Linked DNA regions of Mus musculus: all the other regions are linked to region 1. The links are chromatin contacts, called in public HiChIP or PLAC-seq and promoter capture Hi-C maps. All regions are on one chromosome and are shown on one strand. The core of a region is the stretch at or near the end of the contact, and the rest is flanking DNA. Distances in the headings are between cores, read along the strand shown.

Region 1 (6,244 bases), core at 1,397-3,896:
AGTCTTTGAGAACACAGAGCAGCAGACCTATAGAGCTTGAAGAAGCTGGATCAATGCAAACCTCTGATGAACATGTACCATGTAGGCTAATGTTGAGGCTTTAGGTACAGTGGCCCTCTTGGTCCCACTGAGTGTGGTAATGAGTGAAAAAAAAAAAAAAAAAAAAAACCAAACCAACCTTTCCTGCTTCCTTTCAGGAGAAACGGTAGGGGTAGGGGAGAGAGCAGAGCTCATGTCTTCCTGCCAAAATCACTGCCAGCCCTGCCTGCCTAGATGTGTACTATCCCTTGAAATATCTTGGCAAGAGCTGGTTCTGGAGTGTTGGCCAAGGTGCTGAAGTGAGGAAGGCTGGGCACCTGTGCCAGTGAAGTGCCCCTTACTGCTACCCTTAAGAACACTGTGCTCATTCACTGTGACAAGACCTCACTAGGGTTTCAAATGTAAGGTCGTCTTGGAGGGGTGTGTGTGTGTGTGTGTGTGTGTGTGTGTGTGTGTGTGTTTAGAAGGGATACATAATATTTATAAAAATTCCATTGCTGCAGAAACGTTATGAGAATCCACTGCAAAACAAGACACAAATAAAAGAAGCCATGCTATTGCTTCGAGGTGGATGCTAAACCTTGTTATGTTTTTACAAAGAGTCCCTAAAATGAATTAATGGCAAAGCAATTTTAACATAAAGCAAATGACAGAATAACAAAAGCACAAACCTAAGGAATCCCCTAAGACAGTGTTCTCAACCTTCCTCATCTTGAGACCCTTTGATACAGTTCCTCAAGTTGTGGTGACTCCTCCACCCCCAACCAGAAAGTTACTTTTGTTACTACTTCATATCTGGAATTTTGCTACTTTTATGAATTGTCAGGTAACTGTGTTTCCCAAAGGTCTCAGGCAACCCCTGTGGAAGGGGGGTCCTTTGAACCCCAAAGGGTCAAGACTCAGAGGTTGAGAACCACTGCTTTACAAGGTAAAATTACTGTCTTATGTGTGTCTGATTCTGTAATAGCTCCACCCGCTTTTCAGAATGGCCCGTTTTTGACAGTTTGTCTGTTCTTCCTTAAAAATATGCATACAGATATCAAAACCACAGGCTGGCACTGTCAAGGGATTAGGTAACAGTTGAATTGTCTCTGGCAGCTGCATATTGCAGCCAGTGGTGAGGGAAAGGGAAGGAAAGGGCAGCCTGGCTACCAGTTCTTTTCACACTCCAGGCTTCCCCATCCCCCACCCCCACCCCCCACCCTCTGTGCATTTGCTGCTCTGGTCCCTCTGCCAGGCAATTTGCTTCCGCTCTGTTCAGCTTCCCGACCTCTGGCTTTAAGAGAGGCTTCTGGCTGTGGGAACTGGCTCTGACCAGATCTGGCTCCCTCCTCTTCGGTGACTGGCAAAGGCAACACTTTGACACTCTTAAATAGGGTTGTTTAATTCCTAATGGTATTTACTGGCAAAAAAAAGGAAAATGAAACCCACAACGAGGATTCTGGTCCAACAAAGTCAGGCCAAGAGCTCCGTGGCTGAGCCCCACTCTTGCTGGAAGGCTACTCCCTACGGGCTACCCATTTCTACCACAGTTGATGTGCGCTCCCTGCTTGCTGCTTTCATCCCTTAGTGTGACACCTACTGGAATTTATGAATATCTCGTGATGCACGGGTATGATTTGGGCACCTGATGCTGGCTTTTGCCTCAGGGACTTCCCGCGGAAATCACCCAATACTTAGAAGGCATTTCGACAAGGAAGTAACCAGGGGAAACCTTCTGGAAGGAGATTCCCGTGAAATCGCTTCAAAACACACCAGAAGCCACTGGCTACTTAATAACCCACGTCCCCTTCATCCCAGTTTCCCCCAGCTCTTTCTGCAACAGTATAAAGTGGCTGGTTGGGTTCCAGCCTGTGGGGGGAGGGAGATCTGTGCAAATTGCAGATTTTCCTCACTAGATAGAAGGTGGGGGTTTCAGCTTTGGTCTGGCTGAAGAGCTAGCTCACTACATCTTTTCTAGGTTCCACGGGGAGGAGAGGGGCGCGCAGACTTGTGGATCTACAGGTTCCATCCATTTAGCTCCCCCCACCCCTTTATCCCGCCCCCACCCGCCGCCCCAGGTCCCTGTCACCCTGTCACCTTGAGCCAGACTGGATGCATTCCCGCCTCCTCCACCCCCCTTAAAACGTAGGCACACGCTCTCCCACGCAGCTGCTCATCTAAGCGTCCCGCGTTCCTAAAGTCCCCCAATGCGCCTCTGGTCCTTAATTCTTTGGTGACACTGCTTGGAGGAGGTGACTCCGGGGTCGCTCTGTGGGGGAGCGAATTCGGGGTGGAGGACAAGCTAGCTCCCGTGCAGGGGCTCACAGGGCTGGCGACAAGGCCTGTCTGGGGTCCCTGGGCAAGCCCCGCCGTGGCGCGAGGGACGCAGGGCACTCACCCGCTGCTGCTGACGGCTGCTGACGGCCACCGCGGCGGCAGACGCGGCGCTGTGCCGGAGCTCGGCCGCCTGTCCCGGTCTCAGCAGGCTCCGGGTGAACCTGCGGGTCCGCTCCCCGGCCATCGCGGGCCGTGCCGCTCGCGCCTCGGCCCCGGAGCGAGTGTGTCCCGCCGGTCCCCTGGCCGCGCCAGCCTGTTCTACCCACCCGCCGTTCAGGAAGCGGAACTCAGAGCCTTTCCCCCCCTCTTCCCCGCTCAACTCACAAGAGGCGGGTTTTTCTCGCGCGCACCCCCACTCTGCCCACCCCCTTCGCTCCCGCTCAAGCTCCGCGGCGACTTTGCAAACTCTGCGCCTCTCGGGCGGCGCGGCCAACTCTGCCTGGCTAGGGCGCATCTGCAGCGGGACGCGCGTGGGGGTGGCTCCACCCGCGCCGCCCACCCGCGACTCGGTACTGATGCCGGGCTGCCTCTGCTGGGACCTGCTTACCGCCCTATTCTCAATCCGATGCTCATAGAGGGTTGGGGATTTGGCGTTTTTTTGAGGATCAGACCTACATTCTGAGGTTAGGAAGTGGAGAAGGGTTGATCTTAGGTATCCTGTGCACCCTTGGAGGTGGGTCAGAGGTTTTATTAAGTAAGGATCCCTCTGGTGGCTGGGCCCCTTACTTTGAAGTCTCTAGGGGACCCAGATTCCTTACTTGGTCTTGGGATAGTCGGTGTGAATTCACACCTTCCGCCAATTTTTCCTCAACTGCGTCCCTACTCTATACCAGCTACACTGCTCTTGTAAATAAGACCATATAGGATGGTTTACCAAATGCCTCCTTAACTTTGCATACTAATTTGAATTAAAATCTAGTGTCTATCTGGGTAATGTAAGGGATTTCAGGGTGGAAATTAGGATGAATAAGAACTGCTGTTGGGTTACAGGGTAGGGTGAGTAGGACAGGGTGGGTGGTTCTTAGTCTATTTTTCTGCTTTCTTATCAAATCCCCCCCCACCCTTGCCTCGAGCTATCTGATTAAAGTATTCTAAAATTCTTATCTGGAGTCACATGCAGGGTGGTTCTCTGCCCAGTGTGGGTGGGTGAAAGACCAAGGCTCCTGGGAGAGCTGTGTGGACATTCTGGATTTCTTAAGGGCCTTTTTGTGGATCTGTGGCCTCTGGATTTTCTAAAGTTAAAAACATTTTTTTTAGCTTGTGGTGTGCCTGGTGTTTCTCACATAGTAGGCTAACAGGCTCTCTTTGAGGAAAATCTGGGTTACACACAGTGTGACTCTGTCTTAACTTTTTGACAAACTGTAACCATTTCCCCCCCTGTTTTAGAATACTGTCTGGTGTATAGTATAACTGAATAACTCATGATTATGCACGACTCTCAAAGGCTCAGGAAGTCTGAGGCAGTCAAAGACTTGAGTGCTGAGGCAGGAGGATGGCAAGAAAAGAAAAATGGTCTAGAAGCAAAGACTGTAGTAACAGAACATGAGTCATAGTGTGTCTTGGGTACAACAGTTCAGGTTTGAATTTATTTTGCTGTGTTGAAATACTCTGGCTAAAATCAACTTGAGGAAGAGAGGATGCATTGTGCTTAGATCTGGGTGCTTTCAGTTCCGTTCATCTTATCTTACTCAGTCAAGGTCCTGATGCTCAGGGGTAGTGATGCCCACAGTGGGCTGAGCCTTCCTATATCAATCATCAATCAAGACAATCTCTCACAGATATGGCCACAGGCCAACTTGATAGTGGCGGTTCTCCAACCGAGGGTCATTCCTCCTTCCCAGGAGACTCTCGGTTGTGTCAAGTTGAACATGAGCAGAGCAATACACTGAATAGCACATGCAACCATGTCTTCAACTGCATCATGTATCAGGAAATCACTTTTAGTTTTATTCTTGACACCAGTTTTACCCTCTCCAGCTCTGGGAGGTCACTACCATCCGCTGGTATGGAAGGATTTGTGAACGAGTGTGTGTGTGTTTCCTCTATCCATGTCCCAATAATGTTGTGAATCAACTGAGAAGGAGGACGTAGAACTTGTATTAGAGTGCATCTTGGGTACAGCAACAGTTGAGGTTTGAACTTATTTTGCTGTGTTGAAACACTCTGGCCAAAATCAACCTGAAGGGGAAAGGACTTACTTGGCTTACACTTCTAGGTCACAGTCACCCATGGAATTGCAGATACCTGGGAGTAGAAGTCAGGATCCTGCTTACCACCGTCTGTCTCCTCTTCCTAGCAAATTTCCAGTCATGTTTTACAAGTTAGTGACTCTGTTTGAAACGGAGCCTTTTGGAAGCAGAAACTTCAGTGAGCTCTGTACTGCTTGTCAGAGTCAGAGCCCTTTCACAGTGGGTACACTGTGAGTTGCTACTGAGTGGCATATAAACATATACATATACACATACAAATACATATACATGTACACGTACACATACACATATACGTGTGTGTGTGTGTGTGTGTGTGTGTGTGTGTGTCCCTGGTACCCTTGGGAGCCAGTAGAAGGTATCATATACACTGGAACTGGAGTTACAGATATTTATGGGTAATGAAAAACAAACCCTTGTCCTTTGAAAGAGGACTCAGTGCTCTTAATAAATGAACTGTCTTCCAGTCTCACCTTTTTATGTTTTTTTTTATGTTAAGAGATATCATTATAGGAACACAATCAGTATGGTTCTGTATCTCTAAAATAAGAGAATTTTTAAAGATGTTGAATATTGTATGTGATGGTCTTACTGTCAGCTTGATGGGATTTGGAATCACCATGGAAACAAGTCTCTAGGCAGGTCTGTGAGAAATTATCTAGATGAGGTTACTTGATGTGAAGAGACCAACCTGAGTGTGGGCAGTACTACTTGCCCCATGCCACGGGGGGTGGGGTGGGGGGGAGGTCTCAAACTGAGTGTAAAAGACAAAACAAGCTGAGGACAGCATTCATCTCTCTCTCCTTCTTGACTATAGATGCAATGTGCCTAGCTTCCTCAAGCTCTGCCATGACTTCCCTGCTCTGAGGAAGGATACCCTTAAAATGTTAGCCAAGTAAACTGTTTTTTCAGCTAATTTGGTCCAGATATGTTGTCACAGCAACCGGATAAGTGATATATTGTTGAATAGTGACCAAAATGTGTGTGTTGTAGAGTTAAGTTAGCATCCCCTAGCTTTGCTGGGCACAAATGACTGCATAGGTTGTAATCACATACTTTCAGGTCATAATTCTCGTCTTCCTCCTGAATTGTTATAGATCAAAACCTTGTAGCAGAAAGAAGTGACCCCAGTCAGTAGTCACTCACGGTGTACCAACTGTGGAAGGGCTCAGATTCTGTGACAAGCATTACAGAGCTCACTGAAGTTTCTGCTTCCAAAAGGCTCCATTTCAAACAGAGTAACTATTTTGTAATGCATGACTAGAATTTGCTGCTAAGAGGAGGTGGTAATATTTTGAAGATGACTCTCTTAAGACCCATGGCAATATTTTATGTTCCAGTAAAATTATCTTAATAATAAAGAGTTTCTTTCTTCCTTTTCATCTACAGTTTCTTTTTTCCTTCTCTCCTTCCATACTTCCCTCCCTCCCTCCCTCTCTCCTTCCCTTCTTCCTTCCGTCCTTCCTTCCTTCCTTCTTGCCTCCCCAGATACTCATGTTCCTTATCTGAAGGCTTCATTGGCTTTCTTAAGGCTTAGGTAGCTCTTATAGCCTGCTGTGATAAAGGTCAAAGCTTTATAAATTAGAAAAATACAATTAATATTTTCTCTTATCATTTTACAAGACTTGGCTTAGGGCTAAAATTACTAGTCATATGAGTAAGACATGGATTAGGATTTT
Region 2 (6,244 bases), core at 1,272-3,771, 2.0 Mb after region 1:
CATGCATCAGGATGAAGCTAAACTAAGTGGATGAGATTATTTGGTTTTATATATTATGAGGTTATAGAAAAAGCCAATGGCATTAAGTCACAAACAGAAATGTACACATGAGTGAGAGAAGAAAAGGAAGACCCATCATGAATCTATAATACAGGACACAAGAAGGAATAGACTTCCATGTGCATGGAAGAAGCACCATTCATGCCACATAACTTTTCATTTAAGACTGTATCACACACTATTAGGTGCTCTGACATTCTATGAAACACTGTCTTGTTTAATAGACTCACATGATGCCCAAAGATAAATGATAAATCAGGGTTACAGAAGAAGACCTGGGTTTGATAACTGAATTATGGATCTTTATTTAAAAGTCATTTCAAAACTTTGAAAAGAAAGGGCTAGGGACAAAAGAAAAAGAAGTCTGCAACATTTAAGAAGTGTAAGGGAGCAATAAGACCCTTGATAGGTTATTTCTCTGCTGCTGCTGAAATCAACCCATTTAAACCAGATTAGATTAGATTAAAGACAGGTTTATTGGGAAGATGCTGTCCGGCAAATGGGTGAGTTCACTGGTGCCAAGGACTGAGGACAAGGAAGTTGCCATGGGGAAAGGGAGGGATAAGAGAGAGAAAGGAGAGAGAAGGGGAAAAAAGGAGAGGGAGAGGAAGAGGGGTGAGAAAGAGGGATGAGTGAGAGGGAGAGAACACATTTAAAAGTCTTGATAATGTATGGCTTACCTAGCTTATCCATACTTACCCCCAAAGGCCTTGACTTGGAATGACAGGATAATGTTATTTAATCTGTCCGTAAAGGAGGATTACTTGTCACTATAAATTAGCAGGACACACCACCCACAGTAGGCCCCTTTGAAATAAAGATTATTTTGAGACAAAGACACTTAAAAAGTGTCTTCTCACATTTTTACAATTTACTACAATGGTCAGCTTCTGATACAGATTATAGATCCTAAGAACTTCTTTGTGTCTTCATTTTTCAATATTCCAACATACAAGCAAAAATTACTAATTAAAAGTGTATGCTTCCATTCTGTTCACCTGCTGTTTTATGCCAATTTAATTGGGGTCTCACTGAGACCTTCAGAAGGTAAAGGGAAATTTTGCTTATCTTAAACCAATATTAGGAAGGACACACAAGAATGAAATTCAGAAAGTTTGACACATTATTTTGAAGGAAAATAACACTTCTGGGGGATCATCTGAGATTTTCTTTGTTTGGGTTTTTGTTGTTGTTTTGAGTCAGGGTTCATTGTGTAGTGCTGGCAATCCTCCCACCCTCTTACTTCTGGTTCCTTAGAACTGTAGTTATAAGAATGAGCCAAAGATTGACTTTGGAAGTATTTTTAGATTCAAGACTATATCACTTGAGTAAATACTCTTCCTTTGCACAAGGGAGTGAGAAATTTGTTCTAGAATCACAGCTCATATCCACAAGCTTATGTCTCTTATATAAAATTGATGGTTGCAGATAACCTATGCACATCCTCACAAACACTTAAAACTGTTTCTAGATTACATATATTTAAACCAATATAAACATGTTAGACTCTATTAGTAGGAAATAACCACAAGAAAAAGAGCATGTATGGGCCTGGAGAGATGGCTCAGTGGTTAAGAGTTCTTCCAAAGGTCCTGAGTTCAAATCCCAGCAATCACGTGGTGGCTCACAACCATCCGTAATGAGATCTGACGCCCTCATCTGGTGTGTCCAAAGAAAGCTACAGTGTACTTACATATAATAATAAATTAATCTTTTTTTTTAAAGTATCAAGGTGTTTACTGTTTAAAAAAAAAAGAGTGTGTATGTTTGATATAGATAATGACACAGGCCTTCCACTCAATACTTAGCTGAGGCTGGTCTGGAACTCTTGATCCTATAGCTTCTAGCTCCTAAGTCCCTAATACTGGGATTTCAAGAGTGTGGCACCAGGCTCAACTATAATATGGAACAGATTGTAAAAAAAAAAATTCTTTAACCCTGGTTGGTTGTCACCAAGGATGAGAAACAGTGGGTGAAGTTGCTAGGTTATGAAAATAGAGGCACACGTCGTATTTCCTGATTTGGCTTCCCGTCTATCCTTCTATGAGCAAGTATGGTTCTTGCCTTCCAGAGGGGAGCCACAAGTTGGGTGTTTAGATTTGAAAGAGATTTCTGACCCCTACTATCTTGAAACCCAATTCAGCTTCCCCTTTTCTCGGATTCTTAATTTGTAAGTTTTAGGGAAATCACAATTAGACTGCTGAAGAATTACTTCCAATATTTAGTTATATATGCAAATTCGCGGGCCACCATAAGAATTTTTATTCAGGCGTTCCTTTAAAACAGGTTACCAGTTTACCTGCAAACGCAAGGTTCTTAAAGATCGCAAAGTCTAGAAACCCCCTCAACAGGAATCACCTGAGACGGAAGTACTTTGCCCACGACAAAAATGGCTCCGCGTCGACGTCTCAGGAGCCTGCATGCAACATCCGCCCTTCTCTCGTCACATGACCAGAAACCTACTTCCGCTACGGCTCCTGGAAGGGGTCAGTCCTGGCCGTTCTCGCGTCTGTCCCGGCCCGTCGCGGCCGCTCCGCCGCTTCTTTGCCCGGGCGCCTCGGTGCGCTCGGTCAACGGCCTCTGCGAGCGCTCACCCGAGTGCCCCGGAGCCGGCGGGCGGCGACCCTCTCTCCGGGGACTCTCCAGCAGGCCCAGGGTGAGTGCTCTAGTCTCCCCAAGCAGGACTCCGGGCCTAGCGCCGCGGCAGTGACACCCCTCTCCAGACTGGGCGGAGCGGCCCCGGCCTTGGCCCGTCATCAGGTCCCTGCCCTGTAAATATTTGGGACCGGCTTCTTCACCGTTTCTACCTCCGCATCTTGTTCTGTGAAACAAAAATCGAATTTTACTGACAAAACGAAAAACACCTATTAGTTTGGGGTTAGGAAACGGAAGGAAGCCTGTGAGTTTGGATCTGGGCTTTTTCGGGCATCTCTTCCACGGGCCCAAGCACCTCGCAGTTTGACCTTGAGTCTGTCGCGTTTAAAAGTAACTCTTTGTTTTGTGTAAAATCCGTATAACTAAAGGCCTTTGGGAGACCCCGGGCTGGCCATAGCATCCTTGCTCGCTGGAGGCGTTGCGGGCTATACCCCCGCACCCCACGCTAAGCTGGGGTCCAGGTCCCCCATAGCCCCTGACCTCCATTTGCTAAAAACTTGTCATTGCAAAACAAACAAGCAAACAAAAACAAGAAACAAACAAACAAACCAGCGTCCCAGTCCCACTAGCTCAGGAGCAGGACGCATTTTCTGGGAAGAGCAACGCTGTCTCTGAATTGGTGGTGCTCTCTAATTCCAGAAGACTAAAACTTGTGCCCAATAATGCTAAGCAGGCCTCCCACGGGGAGCCAGTGAATGGGGATGCCCTTTTTCCCAGGTGAGAAACATTCCTTTCTCCCTCAGTCGCTTTGGCTACTAATGAGATTCCCCAAAGAAAAACCTTTAGGGAAAGTAGGACCATTGAGCCCTATTTAGTATTCTGAGCGCAACTAGATTGCTTGAGGAGGGGTGTGTATGTGTGTTTATATGTGGATAACGGGTTGTCTAATTTTTGGTTTCGAGGACCTGTGAATTGAGATAGCTCCTCAGTGGTGTCTCTGAGTACATGTTTTTTTACTGAACTACTGGAAGGAACTGTGTTAGCTCTCTTCCTGTCTGATAGGGCTGCCTCATTTTAGATTTACAAAGTTTCTTCTGTTACTCTCTCCTTGCTGTTGTGACATTTTTGTTGTTAATAGATACGGGGGGGGGGGGTCCCTTTAGTAGGTTTTTGGGTTGTTTATATAATTCTAGATGTGAGCCCCCTGCCATATGACTACCCAACAAAGATCCCGTAGAATCTCTCTACTCTTAATTTCTACAGAAAGTTTGTATGTTACATGATGCCAGTTCTTGCTGGTGTTTCCTCAGCCTCTCGGAGCCCTTTGCAGAAAGTCCTTGCCTGTGCCTGTGTATCTTCAAGGTTTTGACTCAGAGCTTCAGCAGTTCTTAGATTAGACCTTTGATTCACTGCGACTTAATTTTTTTAAATAGTTTTGGTTTTGTTACATATGTTTATATGCGTACAGCAAGTTTATGGTTCAAAGGTAGTGAATATTAATTAAGGGTAAATAGTCCCTTAAAAATAGATTTGTGTTTTTAAAAATGAAAGCCAACCTAAAGAAGAAATTGAGTGTAATGTACGGGACCCCGATGAAATTGGAAAACATTGCGGATGTTTGGGTGTGGCCTAGAAAGTGGAGCTGTGGTATCAGATAGGAGTCTGAAGGAGATTTATCTCAAGGTATACAACAAGCATGTAATGACCAAAGACGTGGGAGTAAAACCTTAGCCCCAAATTAAGTTTATTTGTTACCAAAGAATACCCAAAGTACCATAGTTTTAATGAGAAAGAAAAAATAATTAGGTCCTCCTCTGTTTTATTGAAACATACAATCTAAAAACTGAGGCAGTAGTATTGTCTTAATACAGTCCTCATTTTGTGGTAACCAACTATAAAATTATTACTGTTGTTAGTTCATAACTGCAATTTTGCTATTGTCATGAATTGTATTATAAATATCACAAAAGTGTCCAACCACTGTGGTAGTCACTCAACAACCATAGGGGTCGAGACCCTCGGGTTGAGAGCTGCTGCCTTACATGGTGACTGTCTGTTCTAAGACATCAAAATTTGGTACTTTTGAAATTCTTTGTTTATTAGTGTAAAGTTGTAAATCTTTGTGGCTTTTATTTAAAGATTTTCTAGCTAAGTCCCTAACAACGGTATCATCTAGTTTCTCAGTCGCTGTTCTCCTCCCGCAGGGATAAAAGTGGCTCTCACCCTAGCACATGTGCATCGGAGCAATTTAAGGAGTTAATATGAAGCACAGAAGCAGATAGTGCCAAATAGCAAGCCTGTTGTTTCACATTTGTAAGTAAAATTTTCTCTTTGTCTCTGTTTTCTTAGTCTTTAAGCCATCTGTATGTGTCAGTTCCTCAAAAAGCAGACATTTGGGCAAAAAGAATGAAATAAACTAGTTGAGAGTCATAGTCCAACTATGCTTAGCGCACTAAGCAGTCCCCAAGGAGTATACTCATAAGGTATAGAGTATGTTTCTGGTTTTATTTGTTTGTTTGTTTTTTAAATCGATGATGAAGACATCTATATTGCTTTAACCTTAAGTTTACAGAATACCTCTGTCTCAGCACAGTGGCATTTGTACTGTGTGTGGTGCTGTATTGCTCTTGACTTAGAATATGCTTCTCTGGGAATTTGGTGTAATTTGTCCTCCTTTTCAGGAAACCATCACTTACACATCAAATTTTTAGGCAGCCTCAAACAGGTTTCCTTTTACCCTTGTATTTTTATAACCTATTGGAATATGGCTAAAGGTGTCTCCTGGTAGCCATCCTTCTCCCCATCTGACAACACATTTGTCTATGGAATGATGGAACTTTCATTTACCCTGATTGCAGAATCATGAAATGGGGACTGTCCTTCAAACTGTCTTTCTGACTATGAGGTATCGTGGAGTGACAGTTGAAACATTTAAAATATGGTTTCTCAAACGGAGCCATTTTAAGTCAATCACTACCTTTATTCATAGTTCTCTTATGAAATGATTGTTGAAATACTGATTTTTATTCTTTCTTTTTTACAGCTGGAAAGCAGTGCCCGTGTTGTTATGTACACCTCCAAAAACAGTTGAGCTCTGTAGGGAAGTGTTGTGTAAAGTAAACACCAGCAGGGTAGCAGTGTCCGTAGCTATTGTAGACGTGTGTCTGCTCTGTTAAAATGAGTATGAAAACGGGCAGTGAGACATCACTAGGAAGGTCAGTGACATTTTTTTCAGTTGAGCTGGTATCATAGGTTTGACAGACAGCGTCAAAGCTGCTTGCCATAAGCTAGCCATACTTTTTAATGCTTTTCTTGGCATTTTTTTATTTGGGGGCAATCATGCTTTCAACTACATCTCCCTGGAGTCATGGATCCCTCTCCAATTTAAAAGCTCACTCAGTGCAATTGTACTATTTTTTCCCTCAAAAGATATTTGATGCTTCTCAAAACTATGTGTATAATAAATACAAAATTAAATATGGGTTAAGAATATGAACATTTAACCACATAAAATGAATGTGTACATTAAGGGCTTATTGATATAATCCATGTATTTGGTATTCATTGGATCTCCATCAAATTCATGTTC
Region 3 (6,244 bases), core at 2,743-5,242, 1.8 Mb after region 1:
CACACTTTGGTCTTTGTTCTTCTTGAGTTTCATTTGTTTTGCAAACTGTATCTTGTATGTTGGGTGAGGACACATGCTCCACTATGTTCATAGCAGCCTTATTTATAATAGCCAGAAGCTGGAAAGGACCCAGATGTCCCTCAACAGAGGAATGGATACAGAAAATGTGGTAGATTTACACAATGGAGTACTACTCAGCTATTAAAAAGAATGAATTTATGAAATTCCTAGGCAAACGGATGGACCTGGAGGGCATCATCCTGAGTGAGGTAACCCAATCACAAAAGAACTCACATGATATGTACTCACTGATAAGTGGATATTAGCCCAGAAACTTAGAATACCCAAAATACAAGAGAGACCCTGTCTTAAGGGAACAAGGCTACACAGAGGAGACCAGGATACCTGACATCTTCCTGTACACATGTGCATGTGCATGTACTCTCACATGGGTAAAATATTTACACAGATGAAACAAATCCTTTAAAAAAATTTAAAAAGAAAACAGAAGAGACATGGTATTAATTAAAATTTTAAAGGCAGATTAAATAATTATATAGAGTTGTCAAGGACATTGACAATTGTACTCAAAACCTCCATCTAGTATCAAGTGTTAAAAAAAATCTTATACAAAATGAACCATTTTTTCTTTCCCTTTTTTGTCTTAGTCAGTGTTTGTATTCCTGCACAAAACATCATGACCAAGAAGCAAGTTGGGGAGGAAAGGGATTTTTCAGCTTACACTTCCATACTGCTGTTCATCACCAAGGGAAGTCAGGACAGAAACTCACACAGGGCAGGAACCTGGAGGCAGGAGCTGATGCAGATGCCATGGAGGGATGCTGCTTACTGGCTTGCTTCCCCCTGGCTTGCTCAGCTTGCTTTCTTATAGAACCCAAATCTACCAGCCCAAGGATGGCACTACCTACAATGGGCTACCCCCCTCCACCTTGATCACTAATTTAGAAAATGTCTTACAGCTGGATCTCATGGAGGCATTTCCTCAAGGGAGGCTCCTTTCTCTGTGATAACTTCAGCCTGTGTCAAGTTGACACACAAAACAGCCAGTACACTTTTGGTTTTCATATTTAAGGAGTAAACTATGGTACACTAGTTCTCTTGGTTTTGATTCTGTTTTTAATTCATGGGCTCTAGTTGAGACCTGGTTAATTCTAACCATAGGTGAAGAGAATGCCAGTGTAGTGAAGTGTATGTGAGGAATGGATGCTTAAGTCTAGCTTCCAAACAAGCCACTTCTTCATGTTTCATTTGCAAGTGAATCTGCTAGAGAGCTTGAATCTTGGGCCATGACATTCTGATTCGATAGCCTGGCTGGCTGCTGAGATTGCAGATCGTAACAGCTCCTGGGTGTGCCAACGCTGCTGGTATTAGGAAGGCCAAGGCAGGGGTCTAGGTGCTTTGAAAGTGTGCTAATCTGGTGTTAATATGGGGCTTTGCATTGGTTCTTGTTCATTCACATTGAACTCAGAAGAGCATCCCTACACCATGCCACCACTGAGCCACCATCTCTCACCATGTCCATCTCTCTTCCCATATGCAGCTCCAGTCAGAATGCAGGGAATGGTGCTTAAATGAGCATCTTGTACAAAAGACAGATCTGAGGGATTATCGGAGTCCTACAACTCCCTGAAGCTGGCACCATGATTAGACCAATGTTATAGAAAGTAAGGGTTCACCCTGGAGAAGTTAATCCACACCAGTATGTACAACAGGATTTAGAACGGAGGGGTAATTCAGATGCCAGGCTCCTGAGCATCTGTTTCCTCCCTCCTGTGCAACATCTCATTTTCTTCTGCCGCTGCATCAGAAATATAAGGCAGGTGACTGCCCTTCCCTTCCAATGCTCATAATCTCAGTCTTTTCTTCCATCAAAACTCCAGGGCTCTGTGCTGAGGATACAGCTCAATGAGTAAATGCCTGCTGTGGAGGTGAGGACCTGAGTTCCCATCCCAGGATGCATGAAGAACCAGATGTGTGCAACGATCAACCCAGCACTCCTAAAGCAAGACAGGAGGTATAGGCTGAAGAATCCCTGGAAGCTCACACGTCAGGGGAGCAAGGGGCCCAAACAGGGTGGAAACAGAAGACCAACTCTATCACACACACACACACACACACACACACACACACACACACCACTCTGTGGCTCTTGCTCACCCACATAAGGATAAGCACACACATGAACATGCACACACAAATACATCATACATAGAGAGGAGAGGAAGAAACTACCAGGCCTTGAGAAAAGCCATTTAAAATTTAAATTTTCTATAATCCTGCAAAGGGGAGAAACATCTGATATCAAGTCTAAGATCTTGATTTTTCTTTTTAAGAAGCAGTATCAATTTATAAAAGGCAATCATATGCCTCTCAGGTCTCTTGGACATCAGAGTAGTGGCATCCTACACCACGAGGATGACAGAAATTCCCCCAAGAACTTTCCTAAAGCCACTATGTGACTGATTACATTTATGATCTGGGCACAAACTCTACAATGTCCCTAAATCTTAATAAAGATTTTAATTAATGTCCTCTTGTTATTTTACTAAAGAGACCCTAACTCAGTACAGCTAACCAAAATGACTGTGGTGGGAGTGTAATGTATGAGAAGAAATAAAATAAAATAAAGTAGTGACCACAAAGCACGTTTGCACAAAGAACTTGCAAGAGGTTCTACCATGCACCATTAAGTTTGTCCTCTAGATGTCTGATACAAGTGGTTTGGAATTCATTGGGCTCTGGAACTTTTAGATATTCCTCTGGAGACTCTAATGAATAGCCATGGTTGTATGTCATGGAAGATGCCCCTTTCACTCTACAATCTGAGGGTGGTGGGGCAAGGAGAGGGAACTAGGATGGCCAGTGAACTTGTACAAGAAAACGGAGACAAGTAAATGTTCGATGCTTCTTCATGGAAGCTGGGCCCTTTCTTCAGTGATGAGCGTCAGCTAACAGGCCACCGAAGTGCTGGTGGCTGAATTTCCACCCACTAATACGTTCATGACATTCGGATGGTTATCATAAGACCTTGTTCGCAGTTACCACTGTGATGATATTATGGTTGTTTTATGGGTGCCTTAAAGAGCTAGCAAAGCCATGTAATTATAACCCTCCGTGCCTGTTACTACCTCTCTTCTTTAGCACTGCGATGATAGTATCTAAGCAAAACTGTGATTTTACTGTAGCCTGTGCATTTGAAATGATACACTCCATTCAGTGTGGTCTGCCGCACGAGATAGTGTAAGAGCCCTGCAACAATGTACCCTACCAAGCCAGAAGTGACATTTGCATCCAAGGCCCTCCCAGGCAGGGACACCCTGGACCAGAGTTGGCTCTCATTTTCTCCTCCGTTTCCGCAGATAAGGTTTAGCCTGAAAAGCAGTTCAACTCAGAGAATAGGATGAGCTTTCTCTTTCCCCTCATCTGCCTCTTGCTCTTGGCATTTTGGAATGCCCAGACTGCCAGGACAGTAACTTGAGCTTCCAAATTAATCAAAACACATAGTGCCCAGTTCAAGCCCTGGCAGAGAAGCCCGGGAGCCAAGTAAGCTCTCCTCTGCTGACCCCAAGGCCACAACTTCCCCAGCCACCACCCCTTAGATGCTAAAATGCTTTTGGTCCCAGGCAGGTGCCCTGACGCTGGGGCGGTGCCTGTCTGAGGGCGGCTTACCTGGGGAGCAACCGGGCAAAGAAGGAACAGCAGGGTAGCAGGCAGACCAGACAGGCTCCTCGAGGTTATGGCTGGAGGGAATCCACCCGTGACCGTGACCGTGTTCCTCTCCCCAGCCTGTCCAGCCTCAGGTCTGCGTGCTGGCTGCGAGTTGAAGGCCGGCAGCCGATGGGCAGTCCCTAGAGCTGCCAGCAAACTTGGCCTCCGGAGTTGCAGACTCCCGCGCGCCTCCCGCTTAATCTGGGCAGGGCTGCTGGCCACTCCCCCCACCCTGTGCAGCCACCTCCCTACCGCACACCCCTAAATTCCTCACGTTGACCTGCACCCGCTAGGCACCGAAGTCCCAGGATCTCAGGGACATCACATCTTTCACTCTGACCCCTGGAGCTGCGCCCACCTGCCTGCTCTGCGGGCGCCCAACCTTTTCTCACTTCCTGGGCAAGATGCCCGGTTGAAGGGACAGTGCCTGGCGAACTGGGAGGGAGAGGGGACGAGGGCGGAACCTCAGCCACTTCTCCCCTCCCTTAGAGTCACAATCAAAAGCTTGGGTGAGGACAAACAGACCTCAGTGGGTCGAGCCCTTACAAAACTCGCCCCAGTGGGCCAGCAAGGCGAGCGTCACTGCGGGGCCTCTCCAATCTGTGTCCCGCCGGGGACATGGACGCCTGAGAACCCGTGGGTCCGGTAGGTCACAGAACACAGAAAACACCGGGACTCGGGACCGTCATGCACTCCAAGACTGCTCCAAGGTTCCTGGTGTTCCTGCTGCTTACCCTGCTGCTACTCCTGGCTGCCTCTCCTGTGGCTAGCAAGGTGAGTGCCTGAAAGGTTGTGCAGATCCCACCGCAGCAGAGCTATGCCTGTCTCCTGTGAGACAAGCCAGTGCCACTCACTAGGGTTCTGTCTTTGAGTCACTATCTGGAGGGTTGCTCAGCTGCGGGCTCCTCCTGAGTCCCAGGATGGGCTAGCAGCACACAACTCTGAGGAACAGGTGGAATGTGCTGCGCTGGAAGAAGTGGAGAGCCAGTTAGTGGTCCAAGACCCCAGGAGTCCCAGATAGAGGAACAAAAGCTTACAGAGAACAGAAAATGGATAGCAATAATTAGGTTACAGACAGGCAGATGATGATATGGATGGACCTAAGATAACTGATGATAATAAATATAATGTAAGTGATATAAGGTATATGATGATGATAAGCAAAAAGGCAGAGGTAAGAGGTATATAGATAATAGATGGATGATCAGATAGATGAGTTTGGTAGTAGATGGATGGATGGATGGATGGATGGATGGATAGAGAGGTAGGTAGGTAGAGATAGATAGATAGATAGATAGATAGATAGATAGATAGATAGATAGATAGATAGATAGATGAAAATAATGACCAAGGTTCTGAAGGTGTAATGTCAGGATGGTGAATGAATGAAGTGCACCAGCCTGGGAGGAAATTCCTCCTTGGAGTCTCAGCTCTGCTCCTTCCAGACCTCACCTTAACTCTGACTTCACTGGGGCTCAGTGTTTCTTTGGACTCTCTGGACACAAAAGCCATCACGGTTAAAAAAAAAAATCAAGACACAGAACTTACATTAGGATGAATTAAGCAATTTTGTGATGATTTTGGTTTTTATTTGGAATTTGGGTCACCCTGTGCTCACTTGAATCTACTCCATAATGCTTGGTTTTTTGCCACTAAAGATAAAAATCTCCTTGAAACTACGAGGAGCCTAGAAGGAGCTGGCTAGGTTTCAGTTTGTGAATCAGAAATTTAACTTTTCAGATGCTTGATGCTGTTTGTTGACTTGGGTGTGGTCTTGGGTATGGTGAGCTTCATCTCCAATGATGATGAGCAGGTGTCTCCGTCTTACAGGACCGAGGCTGTGACTGGAGATTAGTGTTCCCTTATGTGTCACCGGGGAACACTTTAAGGACCTATGGCTGCATTTACTCTGCTTGTTTCCATTGCACTTCCCTCTTAAGGGAAGCATTACAGGATCACAGCTAGGCTAACACTCCTCTGCATCCCATCCCTCTAGATTTCCCATTTCCCACAAATCACCCAGGCCCAGCTTTTTGTGGTGTTTCTTTCCATTTCTATGCACTTAGATCCACAACTACGGACCCACAGCAATATAGAGTTGTATTTTTAGCAGAACTATATTCAGATTAAATGTCTCCTTTGGCAACTTCCAGGCCTGTCTGCATCTGTGGTTAAGATCTCCCTCTTTCATCTCTTCACTTTCCTGCACAGCTTTCAATGAGAGCTAAAGTTAATTGATCTGGTCACCCACCGTTTCAGTCATGTGCTGGTGTCTTAGTGTCTTCGCCTTTATACTCCAAAACATTTTGCAACCTATATAAAGTGGCTCTCAAAAGACAATAGTTTTCAGGGTTAGTGAGATGGCTCAGTGTATGAAAACTAACAATATGAACTCAATTCCTAAATTGATTAAGAGAACCAGCTCCTGAAAGTTGCGTCTTTTGCCTGCCTATATTCACACAATACATGAAGAGTGAGTGAGTGAATGACTGAATGAAAAGGACTGACTGACCTA
Region 4 (6,244 bases), core at 1,503-4,002, 1.6 Mb after region 1:
CCTGGAGAACAGATATCTTAAATTAGCTATAAATTCTGCTGTTATTAAGTAGAGTGGTCTGCACTTACTATTTTGGTAGTATTTTTTTTTTGAAGTTTCTATATACTTAATGGTTTTCAGTCTAATTTCCTACCCATTGTTAAGAGTATTTAAATATCAGACTTTTGCTGTGTGCTTCTTAATTCATTTCCTCTGACATACCCCGCTGCGCAGCTCTGGAACCTTGTTCCTGCTAGGCAGGCACTCTAACATTTGGATACACCCTAAATTCCCAATGCTACCAATTTTATCTTCATGACCTTAGAGTTATATTGTTGGATATGTAGACATTTACAGTTCTTGTCTCTTCTTAATGTTTTGGCTATCTTATCACAGTGAAATCTTTTTTTCCTCACTACGAACCTTTTAGTTTTGTAACATCTATTTTCTATGGCCATTATAAGTCTCTTAGGGTTAGTGCGGGTGTGTGTGTGTGTGTGTGTGTGTGTGTGTGTAGTCTACTATTAAGTGTTGATAATCTTATCACGACACTTGGCCCAATTTTGCCCTGTTATAGTTCTCATAGCCGAATCATCTAATTTGAAAGCTGTTCCATAAGAAGGATGATAGACAATCTCTAATCAACGTAACCCATCTTTTGAAACAGTTTGAGTGTAATATATTTGATTCATTAGAAGCTGTGAGAGATAACAACAAACTCCTCCTTTACAGGATAATCCAGTTTTTTGGTACACTGTGTTGTTGTCTGGCATCTTTTCTCCTTCAGGGTGGATTCTGGAAGGTGGGAATGTCTATCTGCCTTTCTGCTAGTTTCCACCCAGTTATGAAATGTTCAAAGGAGGTAACCAAACCCCCAGTTTCAACACAGGCACCATATTTTATGAACATTAATTTGAGTCAAATGGCTAAGAATTGTTGCTTGTCCCTCAAGGGTTAGATACAATTTAAAACTGCACACCATAAATATATTTCATATACTAAATGGAATATGCATAATAATATCTTAGCTGACAAGTAAAATACTTTTGAGAACTTAAAAATTATAATTTTTACAAGGTAATGTAACAATGACTTGCTTTTCTACAAAAACGTTAGAGGACTTAGTCTGGCTTTGAGTCTTTAGTAATTTTAAGCTTTGTTTACATGTAAGAATTCTGACTGTCCCTCTATTAAAGTTTAGGCTAGGAAATTATTACCCAGATAATGGGAACTCCTGATATTCTTGCATCTATTTTCCAAGTGGAGAGATTACAGGTGTTTGCCCCTATGTCTGGTGAGGTCATTAAAAAAATGGTTTTTCTCTGTCCTCTTATATGCCAATGAAACATTTTACTCATATTTAAAATAGGATTAAAATGTTTTTTTTCTTTACTTTTTATGATTCAGGATGTCATATAGACTAAGCTGGTCTTGAAGTTATATAGCTGAGGCTGTCCTTGAACTCCCAATCTTCCTGTCTCTACCTTCAAACTGTGGGGTCATTAGTGTTCACCATCACAGCCTGCTCCCCAAGAACATTCCTAAGCCCTGTCTATTTACAATTGCATTTTTTTTGAGATTACTGATTTGAGACTTGATTTGCGGCTCTTTTAAAGTCACTTCTGCACTTAAAAACAAGATAATAACAAAAACAGTGTAAGTATAGAAAGGGGTAGACTGACAGAGAATATAAAGCAAGAGTATATTAATGGAATGGATGCATAGAATTGGTGGGAAGAACAAATAGAGACCTCTCCTTTTGAGAAATTGCATTCATGTTTTCTTCCTAAGGAGATATATTTCTACATGCAATTTAGTTCCCCCTACTCACTTGGGTTCCATTTCCAGGAATGCAGTTTCGCAATGTCAGTCTTGGACTTACATACCCCCCCACTTTTTTTTATACCTGAAAGGGGTTAAATTATAAGAATTCATTCTTGAATTTGCTAAGAATTTTGTCACTTGAAATTCTCATCTATATCTCCTAATAGTGTGGGAAATTTTCATTCAAATTCCAACTACAAGGGAAAATTTTTTAGGAGAATTTCTTCTGTTATACAATAGAAGATTAACTTTTGGGGGACTGGGAAGTTTTTAATATGCTAACTAGACGTGGCTACTAAGCCTTTTGGTAAATATACCTGCACCCAATTCATGCCTTGAAAAGGTGGAGCTCTCCTCTAATTACTAGAAAAATAATTACACCAAACATCGTTTTCTTGTAGGACACAAATGCAGCATTGCCTTTAGAAGAAGCTGCCCATGAAACTGGTTCCACGTTAGAAGGAGAAAATTGCATCAAACGACCTAAGTCACAAAAACCTTTTCTCACGAGCCCTTAAAGCAGTAAACAGGCTAAGCAGTGTGGCCTCGTGTTTGTGCTTGGGGAATGAAATGTACACCGTGGCCCTGTTTCGCCGGCCTACTTTCTGGGATAAGCAGCTCTCCTGAGGCCCATTGGGAACAGCTACTGTCTCCACCGTCCACTTGGTAGACTACACTGCACCGGGAAGAAACTTTGGCCTTGAGGGAGCTGGCCATAGGCGACTCATGCGCTGTGCGCGTGGTAAGTGATTATTAGTTAGTTATGGCTGTAAAAGCACACCGACACCCTTGTTGCTAAGGGTTGAATAGGATGAGCGCTACGCATTAGCTAGAGGAAGCCGAAAAGGCAGTACGAAGCACGGAGCATGCGCAGACTGCCGCTCCTTTCCCTAGGCCGCCGGAAGTGGAGCCTGCGGAATCGGCGTCCGTGCCGGAAGTTGAGTCTCCGGATTCGGCGTCCAGACGTAGTGACGCACGAGCGCGGGAGTACGTGAGGACGCAAGCGGGTCTTAGAGAGAGTGAGTTTCCGCGTCTCTTCAGCTGAGTGTATGGCATCGCTTTTGTGCGGCGTGTGTTGCGGCTTCCCGGGACCACGGATGGCGGGGCCGGGGCTGAGATCCGGGCCGCTGCGGGCCGGGCGGAAGCGCTGCTATGGGGCCAGCCAGGGTCCGCTGGGCGGAAGTGCTGCTTAGGGACCGGGCGGAGGAGCCGGCCCGCCGGGTCCGGGTCTTCTTCTCCCCTCCGGCCGGCCGGGATGGGGTCGCAGGGGCAGTCGCACCGGTACCGCTTCCCTGGCTCATGGAGATCTAGGCTGCCCGGATAGGCTTTTGCGAGGTTCCTCCGACTTCAGGAAGTTTGAGGCGAAGTTGCATCAGCTTGCACAGAGCTTGCAGTGGCAGGTGGTTGGGGGGGCGGCCACTTCTGTCTCAAACACACAGACCCATCCTAACCTCTGTAAGGCTGTCTGTACCACAGAATAGAGGACAGACATACACCCGAGGGACTTCACCTCTTCTCTTTTCACACATGCCTTTCCGTTTTTCCAAAACAGGCATTATTTAAAACAACAACAACAACAATAACAACTGTAATATCTAATTATTGCACGGTTAAGATTCAGTTGTCAGACTCATTTATAAAAGTCCCTTTCAGTAGCTTCATGACACCAGGTTTTCTTTGGGGGGGGGGGCATGGTGCCAGGTTTTTTGTTTTTTTTTTTTTTTCCCCCTCTACTTTTCATCCCAACGTCCTAACCTCATTTACCTTCTTCCTGCTTCTATTACTGATTCTGCTTCGGATCTTCTAGTGTTCTGGTACATTCCAGGAGAGCAAGTGCTCCTGCCTTGGTCCTGGGTTTGCTCTCCATCAACAGCATCTTCTGAGGGAATTGTTGGCAGTACAGATTTTAGTGTCATACCCCTTTGAGCAAGCCTTTCGGTCCATTCTAGCACTTCCGGGTACTGAGTTCGACGAATAACAGCGTAAAAAGTACTCACTCGTTATGGAATTTTATACATAATGAGGTTAGAGTAAGGTGAGGTATTTTCTAGATCTGGAATCTTGACCGAATCATTTAACTGTGACTTCATAGTACTAAGTGTTGACATGTGAAAACAAGTGGGTAGCAATAACCCATACAAAACACTCCAAGAGAAGTTACTAGACCTGCATGAAGAAAGCGCACAGGTCGTGGAGGAAGGACGAGGTGTAGGGTTAGAGAGCAGTTGGAGTGCATGATTTTATGACTGCTGCAAAGACTTTTATCCCAACTACTTATGAATAGTAAAAATTTAGATACAGGATAGTTATGGATGTCTCACACCTGTAACAGCAATGCTCAGGAGGCTGAGGCAAGAGATATCCTAAGTTTGGAGTCCAGTCAGAGCTACATCATGAGACCCTATGCAAACAGCCACATCAAGCGAGAAAGTTACAGCAGTCCGTTATGCCACTAATTTTATTTACATTGTGGTATTTTAGAAAATGAACTATTAGAAATTGTGCCAAGGTGGTTTAAAGGTCTTTGCCCTTCTTGTTTCTTCAACTTAGTTATACCTAAGTTTGTCCTGTAGTTTGGTAAAGGCCAGACCAGAGTTACAAAGAAGCATACAGTGGTGGCTAGCACCCCGCCACCAAAAGCTGTTTCTGTCCTTAGCTTTTGTCCCTATATATGGTATGGCTCCATCTTAGCAAAGAAGGGCTCATGTCCATTGGGGACGGTCACAGTTAAGTGGACAGGCTCCCAACGGGATGATTTTTATTTTATTTCTCCAAATTACTACATGGAACATTTTCTAAGAACTATTCCTTTCTCCAACGGTTCACCTAGAGGAAGAAATAATCATTTGGGGTCTGAAGCTACTGTTCTTGAGTCTAGGCTCATTACAGTGTTAAAAAGGGTCAGTGACTAGTGGTGGCCTGTGTAACACATAGCTTTGACTAAAGAGCACTGGTGCCAAGGCCATGCTGAGACTCCAGAATATTATGGGCAATAAATTGTCATGTAAATATATCACTTGTGATACCTGTTTCTATCCATAATAGTTAACCTTACCACCAAAGTGATACTGTCCCATCATGAAGCGATTGTTTTTCAGAGACTCCTAATGTTTTATTATTTTCTGTGTAAGATAGATAGATAGCTGTGGTTCTGGGTCAGGCAAGCCCTGCTTGAATTCCTCCCTCTGTGTATTGATTATGCCCCATAGACAGATTAGCTTCCTTCCAGTTTTAATTTCTCCTGTAAAGTAGAAGCTACCTAAGTTAAATGAGATGCTGTGTTAACTGTTACTACTACATTATATGTTAGGTAATGTCTCTTTTTGAAAGGGGAAGATATAATGTTTAACATTTAATTCTGACTGCCCTGTTAATTTCCATCTTTTGTTGTTGTTGTTTTTTGTTTTGTTTTTTTTCTTTTTTTGGTTCTTTTTCGAGACAGGGTTTCTCTGAGTAGCCTTGGCTGTCCCTGCCTCTCAAGTGCTGGGATTAAAGGCATGCTCCCCCACGCCCGGCTAATTTCCATCTTTTATGTACTAGGTTGTTTTATGACGTGTTCACTGCTTTTTAAGCGATGGAGATGCTGAACCAAAGCTTTCCTAATCTGTGAGGAAAAAGCAAACACTGGAGAAAATTACAGCTCAGCGTGCCAGAAGAACACTAGTTCTCTCATAATCAGTGATTTCTAGACGTTGTTTTTATAGTTTCCAAATTAGAGATAATTAACTTCAAACTATCTTTGATTGTCCTATGGCCAATTTCATTTGATACAGTCAGCTGTGTCATGTGATGCTGTTATGTTATAGAAGATACTTCTGTAAATAAATGCATAAAAATGTTATTAACCCTGAAGTAATTTTTTCAATACATATGCTTTACAATAGAACACAAGTGTGTTCAACTTTTTAAAAATGTCAAAGTTCTTACTTTTTTTTTCATGCTTCTACATTTAACTGTGAGTGTATGAATGGCATATGCATAAAGGCATTCATAGCAGACCATACTTTTGTTTACTTTGTAGTATATTATATGAGGGTAGGGAACCAAACATTAAAAGTTATATACTTATGTACATATACATTAAATTTATTGTGAAAAACCATTAACTGCTGTTCTTTAATGTTGCCATTATTGCATCCAAGCAGTGATTCTCAGGGTTTTGTTTGTTTCTTTGTTGACTTATTTTGTTTTAACTTGGAGCTTGTTAAGCAGAAATTTACCCAGAAGGTTCAAGAGCTGGGAGGCTTTAAGATCAGTGACATTGGAGTACACAGGTTCCTGGTCCAGAATGTGTCCAGAGAAGTGGGGTTCTGAGGACCTGTGTATGATTAACTGTCAGAGGCAGAGCTCGGAGCATGAGCTGTACCTAAAACTGTGATGGTAGGAGTCTAGATACTGGGGATCCCCTGCCCTGCAGAGTTGCTGGCTTTGTCTCTGGGCT

Evidence for each region. Promoter capture Hi-C pulls out the DNA fragments that hold promoters and counts their contacts. HiChIP or PLAC-seq counts read pairs in DNA pulled down with a chosen protein or histone mark.
Region 2: an H3K27ac HiChIP or PLAC-seq map of thymic regulatory T cells shows a contact between it and region 1, with 9 times the contacts expected there. The contact joins the promoter of Mff here to the promoter of Dock10 in region 1. A contact is called at or near these places in 5 of 39 promoter capture datasets (the 3T3-L1 cell line, 3T3-L1-derived adipocytes, hippocampal neurons and 1 more) and 2 of 115 datasets of contacts at active chromatin or transcription factors (the 230-238 cell line and thymic regulatory T cells).
Region 3: a promoter capture Hi-C map of hippocampal neurons shows a contact between it and region 1, with 5 times the contacts expected there. The contact joins the promoter of Col4a3 here to the promoter of Dock10 in region 1. A contact is called at or near these places in 6 of 39 promoter capture datasets (the 3T3-L1 cell line, cranial neural crest, embryonic stem cells and 2 more).
Region 4: a promoter capture Hi-C map of pre-B cells shows a contact between it and region 1. The contact joins the promoter of Rhbdd1 here to the promoter of Dock10 in region 1. A contact is called at or near these places in 6 of 39 promoter capture datasets (the C10 cell line, the HPC-7 cell line, cranial neural crest and 3 more), 2 of 115 datasets of contacts at active chromatin or transcription factors (large pre-B cells and stem cell-derived neural progenitor cells) and 1 of 9 other capture datasets (embryonic stem cells).

Annotation. Positions count from the first base shown.
Region 1 is chr1:80,755,907-80,762,150 of GRCm38.p6, forward strand. It overlaps Dock10 (dedicator of cytokinesis 10), which reads right to left and starts at 2,647. Exons shown (of 56, transcript NM_175291.4): 1 at 2,420-2,647. The coding sequence starts at 2,542.
Region 2 is chr1:82,722,369-82,728,612 of GRCm38.p6, forward strand. It overlaps Mff (mitochondrial fission factor), which reads left to right and starts at 2,522. Exons shown (of 9, transcript NM_029409.3): 1 at 2,522-2,716; 2 at 4,860-4,968. C430014B12Rik (a long non-coding RNA gene) reads right to left here and starts at 3,553. Exons shown (of 4, transcript XR_865578.3): 1 at 2,419-3,553.
Region 3 is chr1:82,582,929-82,589,172 of GRCm38.p6, forward strand. Col4a3 (collagen, type IV, alpha 3) reads left to right here and starts at 3,993. Exons shown (of 52, transcript NM_007734.2): 1 at 3,993-4,503. The coding sequence starts at 4,417. It overlaps Col4a4 (collagen, type IV, alpha 4), which reads right to left and starts at 3,921. Exons shown (of 48, transcript NM_007735.2): 1 at 3,691-3,921.
Region 4 is chr1:82,313,827-82,320,070 of GRCm38.p6, forward strand. It overlaps Rhbdd1 (rhomboid domain containing 1), which reads left to right and starts at 2,753. Exons shown (of 7, transcript NM_029777.3): 1 at 2,753-2,822.